3 separate regions of the Sus scrofa genome follow, and all the other regions are linked to region 2. A link is a contact called in public Hi-C and HiChIP or PLAC-seq data. All regions are on one chromosome and are shown on one strand. Each heading gives the region's core, a stretch centred on a gene start, on an enhancer-like site or on the middle of the called end of the contact. The rest is flanking DNA. Distances are from core to core; before and after follow the strand shown. Region 1 holds the start of COMMD1 (COMM domain-containing protein 1). Region 2 holds the start of B3GNT2 (N-acetyllactosaminide beta-1,3-N-acetylglucosaminyltransferase 2). Region 3 overlaps COMMD1 (COMM domain-containing protein 1).

Region 1 (3,074 bases), core at 297-2,796, 210 kb before region 2:
GACCCCTATGCTGGGAACCTCCATAAGCTGCAGGTTCGGCCCTAAAAAGACAAAAAACAAAAACAAAAACAAAAAACCCAAAATTTGATTGTTGAAAGTTTTTTTTTTTAAATTATTCCTCTACACCTTTGCCTTGTAAAAGCATAAGGGTTAAATATAATTAAAGGCAAGCCAATGATTCTTTAAAAAAAATCTACTTTTGGAGTTCCGTCTTGGCGCAGTGGAAACGAATCTGATTAGGAACCATGAGGTTGTGGGTTTGATCTCTGGCCTCACTCAGTGGGTTAAGAATCCTGTGTTGCCCTGAGCTGTGGTGTAGGTCGAAGATGCGGCTTGGATCTGATGCTGAGGCTGTGGTGTATGTAGGCTGGCAGCTGTAGCTCCGATTGGACCCCTAGCCTGGGAATCTCCATATGCAGAGGGTGCGCCCTAAAAAGGAAACAAAACAAAACAAAACACCCCAGAAAACCAACCTACTTTCTATCTTTATGGATTTGCCTATTCTGGACATTTCATATAAATGGGATCATTATACAATATCTGTCTTTTTGTGTTTGTTTTTTACTTAGCAAGCTTTTTTTTTTTTGTCTTTCTTTTTGTTGTTGTTGCTACTTCCTGGGCCGCTCCCGCGGCATATGGAGGTTCCCAGGCCAGGGGTTGAATCGGAGCTGTAGCCACCAGCCTACGCCAGAGCCACAGCAACGCGGGATCCGAGCCGCGTCTGCAACCTACACCACAGCTCACGGCAACGCCAGATCGTTAACCCACTGAGCAAGGGCAGGGACCGAACCCGCAACCTCATGGGCAACCTCATGGTTCCTAGTCGGATTCGTTAACCACTGCGGCACGACGGGAACTCCTACTTAGCAAGCTTTTAAAGCTCATCTATGAGGTAGTCTGTATCAGAAACTCATTCTTTTACTAGTGAATAATATATTGATTTTTTTTTAATTACACGAGAAAGAAGTTATGTTATCCATGCACTTCATTTAAGGATAGTAAAAGGAGCATTGGTTCAGAGTCACTGCTCTAGCTGGGAAGACAAGGCATATGTATGCAAAAAGGCAATTAACAACACAAGCAAACATGTTAAATTTAGGGTATAGTTAAATTTTCTTGGACAAAAGGTGCCCAGGTAAGTATTAGGGAGAGATCAGATTTGTGTGATGGATCCTACAGTTATTGGATTAGTCAAGCCTGATTCAGAAACAGCCATCCAAAAATTAAAACTGCCCCTGCAGTCAATACTAATCCTTCTCAGGTGATCTCCATCAAATGGTCTTTCCTGTGAATAATTTCTGGAGTGATGATGGAAATCAGAGGAAACAAAGTGAGCCAAGCGGAACCAAGTAGATCTGAAAGCTCCGTCGTGTCAACCCAAGGCTTGGGTTTTGTAAAGCTGGGAGCTGCCAGCACCGCCCCCTGCTGGAACTCCACCGCCACTTTCCTCGCGCGTTTTTGCCCAGCTGTTTAGGCCCATCTCGGCCGCCGTGTGTATGTGTGTGTGTGGGGTGGGGGGGGGGGCTGCGTTTAGCCGTTAGGGGGCGGGGCCTCCGCTAACCATGGCCGGCGAGCTGGAGGGCTCCAAACCCCTCAGCGGGCTGCTGAGCGGCCTGGCCCAGGACGCTTTCCACGGGCACCCAGGCATCACAGAGGAGCTGCTGCGGAGCCAGCTCTATCCAGAGATGCCACCTGAGGAGTTCCGCCCCTTTCTGGCGAAGATGAGGGGGATCCTTAAGGTACCGTTCCTCCCTGCAGCCTCCGCCACGGAGTCCTGCCTTGTCCCCGCCGCCCTCAGACTCGTCCCCCCAGAAGCTGAAAGGCTTCCCTCCTCAGACCGCTACTGCTTATGTTGCACTTTACGCTCCTTCATATCCCAGGCGCTCGCCCTGTCGCCTCCTCTCACTTAATGAGGGCTCCCCCCACCAGTGCCGACTGACAGCCGGGGAGAGGACTCAGGTTTTTTTCTCCATACAGTTATCTACCGTCGTGTAGGTCACGAACGATTTTGAGTTGTCTTGGTAGATCTGTGCACTGCATACTTTTTAACATTAAGAGCGATCAGGCCATCAGTTTTACCGGGTCATGGAAGTGTTTGAGTGTTAAACAAGCGAGCAAATGTATACCGGGACAAGGGATGGATTAGTTGGGTGATCCCCTAAACTGCAGTCCACTGGTTGGTTAAGGGAGCACGTCACCATCATGAAGTCAAAGCGTAGCTCAGCCTGTCCAACAGAAATGTAATGAGTGTGTTGCAGAAATTTGATTTCTGTCTGTTGGTGCTGAATTGAAACGCAGAGACAGAGTTTTGGGTAAAGGAGAAAAAGATTGCTTTATTGCTTTGCCAGGCAAAAGCCCCCTCCCTCCCCCAGCCAGGGGTTTAGGTGGTTTTATAGTTTGGGGAGTGGAATTAGGGCTGTAGATAAGGATCAGGCAAGAGGCAAGCTTGCATTGCTTCTCAAAGCTGGTGTTTTGTGGCCTCAGGACTGGTTCTGGTGGGCCGCCTTCTTACCCGGAATGAAGAAAGCTTCATCAGGAAGTTCTTCCATTCGTTGGAGATTTTAATTGTACAGACAGGCTCAGAGATATTGTTATGTATATTCCTTGAGATGGAACCAGGACCCTGCCCCATGGCTTTGCTGCTCCTCCCTGGTCTCTACATCCACCTCCCTTCCCTGATTAGCAGCTGCTCTTTGGAACTCAGGGAAGATCTTGGAGGCTGAGGCTTATTCCCTAAAAACAAGAAATGGAGGACACAGAAAGACTTGTGTGCTAGGAGCCCCACAGGGCACTAGCTCTGTTACAAGAGCCAAACACAGACTTTTACATTTTCTAGTAGCCACGTTAAAGAAGAAGAAGAGTTCCCATTGTGGCTCAGTGGTTAACGAACCTGACTAGTATCCATGAAGATTTGGGTTCAGTCTCTGGCCTTGCTCAGTGGGGTAAGGATTCGGCGTTGCTGTGAGCTGTGGTGTAGGTTGCAGATTCGGCTTGGATCCCGCATTGCTGTGGCTGTGGTGTAGGGCGGCAGCTACAGCTCCAGTTCTTCCCCTGGCCTGGGAACTGCCATATGC
Region 2 (3,558 bases), core at 171-2,670:
AATTTGATCCCAGCCCTGGGAAGTTCCATATGCTGCTGGTGCGGCCCTAAAAAGAAAAAAAAAAAAAAAAAAAAAAAAAATAGAATTCCTGTTTCTAGAGGATGACACCCAGGTGGCTCCTTGCCTCTAGCAACAACCTGCCCCTCTTTCAATCTGAGCTTGGTTAAGAGTAAGGGCACGTGGTTGAGTAGGCTGAGCTCAAAGGTGCCTGAAATTACTACTTTAGCAATTCTTTCTCTTTCAGCTAATTCCACCTCAGAAGCCAGAAAAATGCAAATAATTAAGGGTGTGGTGCTCTTAATTCCTTAGTCTGATTATCTAGAGGGGATTGCTTTCTTTCTGGAGAGATAAAACCAAAAGAGGGGATGCTGTCAGGTGCGCCTCTTGGCCAGAGGCTTACCTCCAGGCAGTACGTAAGGGGGATAGAACTGATTGTGCTAGATCTTTCAAACCAGGGCAACCTCTCCATCCGGTTGCACCGGGCTCACCTGGGGCCCTCAAAGTTGTGTCAGCAGCATCTTGGGCTCACCTTAAAATGCAGTGCTCTGGCGAGCCCGCTGGGGGACTGGGATAGGAGGGCGCGTCAGTGGTCCCCAGAGTCCCATTGGGTGTGTGGGGGGTGTAGGCACCAATTCCCCATCCAGCCTGAGGGATGTATATCACAGCTCGGCCATTAAGGCTGCACCTAGGTATCCGGGCCGTGGTGTGGGTTCGAGGCCCAGTTTCTAGGCATGCTGCGTTTTTGGCGTCCTGAGACTTGCCAGGAACCTCAAGAAAACCATCTGTAAGACACCACAAAGAGAACTAAGACTCCCCTCTCCTCATGTACTGGGTGGCTTCATAAAGATCGGGTAACAGTTCAAAGTAGGCATCATTTGAATACCTAAGAGGTGGCAGCAGGTACTGGAGGGTCAGAGAGCAATGGTCAAGTTCCATTTTGGCCCCAGGAACCCCTACCTTCATCTTCCATGGTGGAACCCCAGGGTTTTGCTGGGGCACATTGGCACAAGCACTTGGGTGGTCGCAGTTCGGCCTAGAACCAGTCACAAACACTCTGGCCAGAAGAGGCCACTGGAGTCCTCACCAGGCCATGTGCTTAGTTTCCCAACGTCAAAGGTACTACAAGAAGGATTTAGGTTAGACTGGAGTTGGAAAATAGTTCTTTTGAGCTTCGAGCTGCCCTTTTTCCCACCGAGGGTCTAATTCTTAGGGTCCCTTTCCCCTAGTTTAATCCTTTGCTTCTCAGGTATGGGCATGGAGAGACCCTGGAACCAGGAGCAACATCAGCTTGGGCGGGTCCCAGGAGCCCCTGGCAGACAGGGAGAAGCTGCGCCTTCCCTAAACTTGGGTCTCTGGGCTGCGGGCCAGACTGGGCGGTAACATGAGGGGCGGTGCCCGGCCTGATTGGCGCATCGGGCAGGGGCGGGGCCGCGAGGACCAGGAGGGCCGGGAGTCCGGAGGCGGTGGAGACGCCACGAGCCGTGAGTGAGGCGCGGCAGAGGTGGCTGCAACAAGTGCCGGAACCGAGCCCGGGCCGAGCCGAGTCAGTCACCCCGTCGCCGACACCACCAGTCCGCCCTTCGCGGGCGCAACGCATGGAGCGAGAGCGGCGGCGGTCGCCGGGCTGAGCCGCGCGGAGCGGCAGGGACGTGGATGCAGCCGCGATCTCCCGCCCCCGCCCCGCTGAGCAGGAGCTGCTCCCGGACAAGGTAGGGCCGGGCGGGTCTACACTCCCGCAGCCTCCCTCCCACCTCCCAGGCTGGCTTCGCTCCCTCCTAGCTCTCTAGTTCCTGGCTCCCCCTTCACCGCCCCCCCCCCCAATACAACCCAGTTCCTCGCCGGTTCCGGCTTCGTACCGACGCCCCAGCGGAGGAAACCGTCTCTAGGTGGCTTCTGCCGCATTTAGGTGTCCCCGTCCTCCCCCTCGGCCCCCCGCCACCTTCTTTGCCCTGAAGGAAGAGGATAACGAAACCCATGGTACCATGCCTTCTGAGCCTCTTGCTCCATTCCACACCCGCCCCGGGACCTAGGAATATCCCTCCCTCCCCACTGCACCCCAACTTCCGGGGGAGCCCGCGCGGGGGTGATGCAGGCGTTGGGAAGGGGAGTCTGAGGCTGGGCCTCCTCATTTGGGTTGTCCTGGCGTTTCGGGGAGGGGGCGGTGGTAGGTTTCGCACTTGCACCCCCGCACCCCACCCTCGCACTGCGCTGCCTCTGGTGCCGCATGGGGAGATCAGGTGTTTTGTGAGCCAAAGAGCTGCCGGCAGTCTCTCCCCACCCCCATCCGCCTGCCACTGCCACCTCTGGGTCCCTAAAGGCTGGTTTCTGTGAAACTTAGGGAGAGAACCTTTTGCTGTGACCTCTACAAAAATATTCCACGGCGCCCGCGTTGAATGATTAACCAGGCTGCTTGACCGAAACCTGGGGAGGGGGAAGGGTGGGTGCTTTGGGGAGCTCGTCGAGCCGGCCTCTGTAAAACACCTGGCGTGCAGGGTGGTCTTGGATCGGTGCGGACTCTTCCTGGCCTGCCGTGGGACGGCAGGCCGACCCTTCTGGAGGCAATGAAACCCAGTTACCTTAATTTCCAGGCCACAGTATTTTCCATTCAGGAAAGCCCCAGAATCCACTGTCTCCTATGAGAAGGGGAGAAGCAGCCTAGATAATCCCTACAAGTGTCAGAGCCTGAAACCTGGGTTGGCGAGGACACTCTCCTTAAAAAGTAAAGGTGGTATGCTTGTCTTTTCATCCCTGTCCCCCATGGCCTCCTGAACCTTCCTAACTTAGTAGTATGGTAATTTGGAACAATTATACCATATTCTCCTACCGCTCCCTTATTGGAGCCTTGCTGTAGATTTCAGATTGCAAAGCCAGTTGGTGAATATGGGCTTCTGCTTGTTATAACAAATCTTTCCGGTGTAATTTTTGCCTCGGGAGTTAATGGGATGGTTAAAGAGGTGGCTGACAGGGCCAGGACTGGGATGGTTAAAGAGGTGGCTGACAGGGCCAGGAGGAGACCCAGCTGAACCCAGCTCCGTGCTCGGGCTCCCGTCTTGAGCCCTCTCCTGGCCTCCGCCGTGTGGATCTGACAGCATACCTCCGGGGAGGATAGGTCTAGTGGTCACTTCTTCCCCCCTGTCCTAGTTCCCTCTTCTGCTTCTTTTGAATGGAGGTTATTCAGCCTGGTGGAATTTGGGAGTGTTAAAAGTCTGGGTACCCATAAACTGGATTAGATTTTAGGACCATGGACTGGCCGAAGCCGTATACTTGAGAACCTGTACTTAGAACTATACTTGAGAACCTTTCTCTGCTGCCAAGCCTTTGCACATGTCTTTATCTTATCTCCTGTTTGGAAGTACTTTCTCTGTTTGGAATACTGTTACCCTTGGGAAGCTGCCTGTAGCAGGGGCTCATGCCCTTCATTTTAATTTTTGTGCAGATGGCATGTGTGTGATGAACATGAACTTTCCGTAAGAGTTCCCACTTCCCACCTTCACTGTTCGGGTCTTGATTCTGCAGCATACTGCTCGGTGGCCTTGGACAAATTGTTTAGCATCCCTG
Region 3 (3,121 bases), core at 352-2,851, 190 kb before region 2:
AAACTTCCACATGTTGTGGGTGTAGCCATAAGAAAAAAAAAAAATATTTGTGACACATGAAAGTTATATGAAATTTAAATTTCAGTGTCCATAACAAAATGTATGGTTACTTTTGCTCTACAAGGGTGGAATTAAATAGTTACAACAGAGATGGGGTGGTTGGCAAAGCCTAAAATATTTACTCTCTGCCATTTACAGGAAAATTTGCCAATTCCTGCTGGATACACCAGTGTTGAATATATCACAGTATGCTTGCCCACTCTACTCTTGGTGGGGATTTGAGAAGTTTCCAGTTTTTGCCTTATTATAAGTAGAGGATACTACATTTTATCCTTAAAAATGTAAACTTTTTTTCTCATTATGTTTCTTCTATTGATTAGAGAACACTATTTATTTAGAACTTTACTTTCTTTTATTTTTGGCTGTGCCTGCAGCGTGTAAAAGTTCCCAGACCAAAACCCATGCCATAGCAGTGACCCCAGCCTCTGCAGTAACATCTCCAGATCTTTAACTTACTTTTGCCACAAGAGAACCCCAGAAAATTTTGAGTATATAGTATAATATTGCTAATTATAGGTATAATGTATATGTAGTACATAGCTAGAGCTTATTCATCTTGCTTAACCCAAACTTTATGCCTGTTGATTAGTAACTATAATTAGTAAATGCCCATTACCCTCTAGCTTCACCTTTCCACTCTTTGATTCTATGAATTTGACTATTTAGTTGTCTCATGTAAGTGGAGTCGTGCAATATTTGTCTTTCTTTGGTTAGCTTATTTCACATAATGTCCTCAGGATTCATCTGTGTTGTTGTATATTGCCATTTTTCTTCCTTTTAAGGGCTTAATGGTATTATAATAAGGTTGTATGAGAACCACTTTTGATCAGCTCACATATAGATTGATTTTATAATTTTTTGTGTGGTTTCATTGGGCAGTGTTTTGTCCTGACAAATAAGTTGGAGGTAGGAACCTGTGCCCTGAACTTGGGTTTCTTTTGAACTCCTTCATGATTGAAGCTGCTCTTTGAAGCTGCAAGTAATTAAATACATTTATATATTTTGCTCTTTAGTTTTTATATCTCATCATACATTTTTTTAGTTTATCCAATAGTTCTTTAAAGGTCTTATGAACTAATACAGCTAATGCAGTATTTATCTTTTCTCTTGTTCTTATTTTTCCTTTATTATTAAGTCATATTTCCATAGGGTCAGGACTTTATCTCCTGTTGTAGACCTATGAACTTCAGCTGGTAGTGGAGCTCTGGTTATAATAGAAGATGACCTCTAAGCAATTCTGTTTCTTGAACAGTATTTTTTTTTAAACATAAATGTTAATTTAGGTACTTGAGTTGGATAATACACTAATCATGTGCTCTTTCCCTAGAAAAGCCTTTATGGTCTGTCAAGAGAAAAAAGAACGGGTATTTCTTTACTTTGTAATTGCTTCTGGAGACTTTCCCACACTTCCATCCCTGAACTGGCCACAAAAATGTTCTTTTAGGAAAGGCTGAATTCTTTCTCCATGAAGTTAAAGGCTAATGTGTTGCTTGGAGTGTTTAATAGGAAGAAACTTTCATAGTACTTCATCATAGTTTTTTTTTTTTTCCTCTTTGCTGACAGAGACAGAAGTCTCTTCCAAACTGGAAGAACATAAAAGATGAGTAAGTTATTGGGGGAAAGTAACTTGGCAGAATGAAAGCTAGTTGGTAACGGTGAGCTTCTACTGCAAAAGAGTGTAATTTGGAAACTTCCTGAACATTGGGTGCTCTCCTTGTGGCATATAGCCTAGCCACTTAACAACAGATCCAAATCACTGTTTGATTATCTGAGGAGTAGAGGGAATCATAAACCTAAAAGGAAAACCCTGGGTTTACTCAGAAATATATTTTCTATATTTAATTATAATACTTGAGACAAACATTTGCAATCATTTAAAATACATTAAATTCTTGAGTTTAGTCATTTATAGAAATACTGAATTGTTAATGTAAATATATTCTATTGGTCATTTTTTCGGAGAATTAAACCAACTCAGCCTTATTTTGTGGGGGGAGAGATGATTGATGAGTTTGTTTTATCTTTCTTTACCTACCTGTTGTGTATGTGTGTATTTTTTTTGATTGAATGATTCTTTAAATCCTATAGTGCTTTACAGTTTTCAGAAGTTTCACATATGATTTTATATAATCCTATAATATCCCCCCTTTTCCCCAATACCCCTATATTGCCCCGCCCCCAACTGGTAACCCCTAGTCTTTTCTCTATATCTGTGATTTATTCACCGGTTTGTCATATTTCTTTAGATTCCGCATGTAAGTGATATCACATAGTACTTGTCTTTGGCTCTCTGACTTATATCATTTAGCATAATGCCCTCTACCATGTTGCTGAATATGGCAAAATTTCACTCTTTTTTAGGTCTGGGTAGTATTTCATTGTATGTAGGGGTGTGTGTGTGTGTGTGTGTGTGTATCATATCCCCTTTTTTAAAAAATGGAGGTATAGTTAATTTACAATGTTGTGCACATCTTAAAAAAATTTTTTTTTCTTTTTTTAGGGCTGCACCTGTGGCATATGGAGGTTCCCAGGCTAGAGGTGAAATTGGAGCTGTAGCTGCTGGCCTATGCCACAGACACAGCAACGCCAGACCTGAGCCATGTCTGTGACCTATACCATAGCTCACGGCAATATGGGATCCTTAACCCACTGAGTGAGGCCAGGGATTGAACCTGCGTCCTCATGGATGCTAGTCAGATTTATTTCTGCTGAGCCATAATGGAAACTCCTGTCTTTTGGGGTTTTTTGATGGTTTTCTTTGCTGTGCAAAAGCTCATAAGTTTGATTTAGGTCCCATTGGTTTATTTTTGTTTTTATTTCTTTTGCTTTGGGAAATTGAACTAAGAAAATATTTGTGTAGTTGATGTGAGAGAATGTTTTGCTTATGTTCTCATCTAGGAGTTTTATGGTGTCTTGTCTTTAAGCCATTTTAAAAATTTTAAATTTAATTTTATTTATTTATTTTTTGGGGTGAAGAAGAAAAAAATAGCTTTAGTGCTTTGCCAGGCAAAGAAAGGTCACAGCAGGCTAATGCCTCAGAGACTGTGCCCCCGCTTAGGAA

What was found. Hi-C and Micro-C count contacts between places; a contact is called where the count stands out from the background. HiChIP or PLAC-seq counts read pairs in DNA pulled down with a chosen protein or histone mark.
Region 1: an H3K27ac HiChIP or PLAC-seq map of alveolar macrophages shows a contact between it and region 2. The contact joins the promoter of COMMD1 here to the promoter of B3GNT2 in region 2. A contact is called at or near these places in 2 of 5 promoter capture datasets (fetal liver and liver), 6 of 47 Hi-C or Micro-C datasets (embryonic fibroblasts, epiblast stem cells, heart right ventricle and 2 more) and 1 of 2 datasets of contacts at active chromatin or transcription factors (alveolar macrophages).
Region 3: a contact with region 2 is called in a Hi-C map of embryonic fibroblasts, with 6 times the contacts expected there. The contact joins the enhancer-like site here to the promoter of B3GNT2 in region 2. A contact is called at or near these places in 2 of 5 promoter capture datasets (fetal liver and liver), 11 of 47 Hi-C or Micro-C datasets (alveolar macrophages, embryonic fibroblasts, epiblast stem cells and 6 more) and 1 of 2 datasets of contacts at active chromatin or transcription factors (alveolar macrophages).

What each region holds. Positions count from the first base shown.
Region 1 is chr3:79,912,441-79,915,514 of Sscrofa11.1, reverse strand. COMMD1 (COMM domain-containing protein 1) reads left to right here and starts at 1,546. Exons shown (of 3, transcript XM_021087480.1): 1 at 1,546-1,739. The coding sequence starts at 1,563.
Region 2 is chr3:79,701,911-79,705,468 of Sscrofa11.1, reverse strand. It overlaps B3GNT2 (N-acetyllactosaminide beta-1,3-N-acetylglucosaminyltransferase 2), which reads left to right and starts at 1,420. Exons shown (of 2, transcript XM_003125112.5): 1 at 1,420-1,709.
Region 3 is chr3:79,895,426-79,898,546 of Sscrofa11.1, reverse strand. All of the region lies in intron 1 of COMMD1 (COMM domain-containing protein 1), which reads left to right. Among named protein-coding and RNA genes, the nearest start is that of COMMD1, 17 kb to the left of the region's middle. Within about 2 kb of position 1,601, at least 3 of the 83 cell types and tissues checked have an H3K27ac peak or open chromatin away from gene starts, as enhancers often do. A contact at or near this core is called in embryonic fibroblasts, where this site is marked.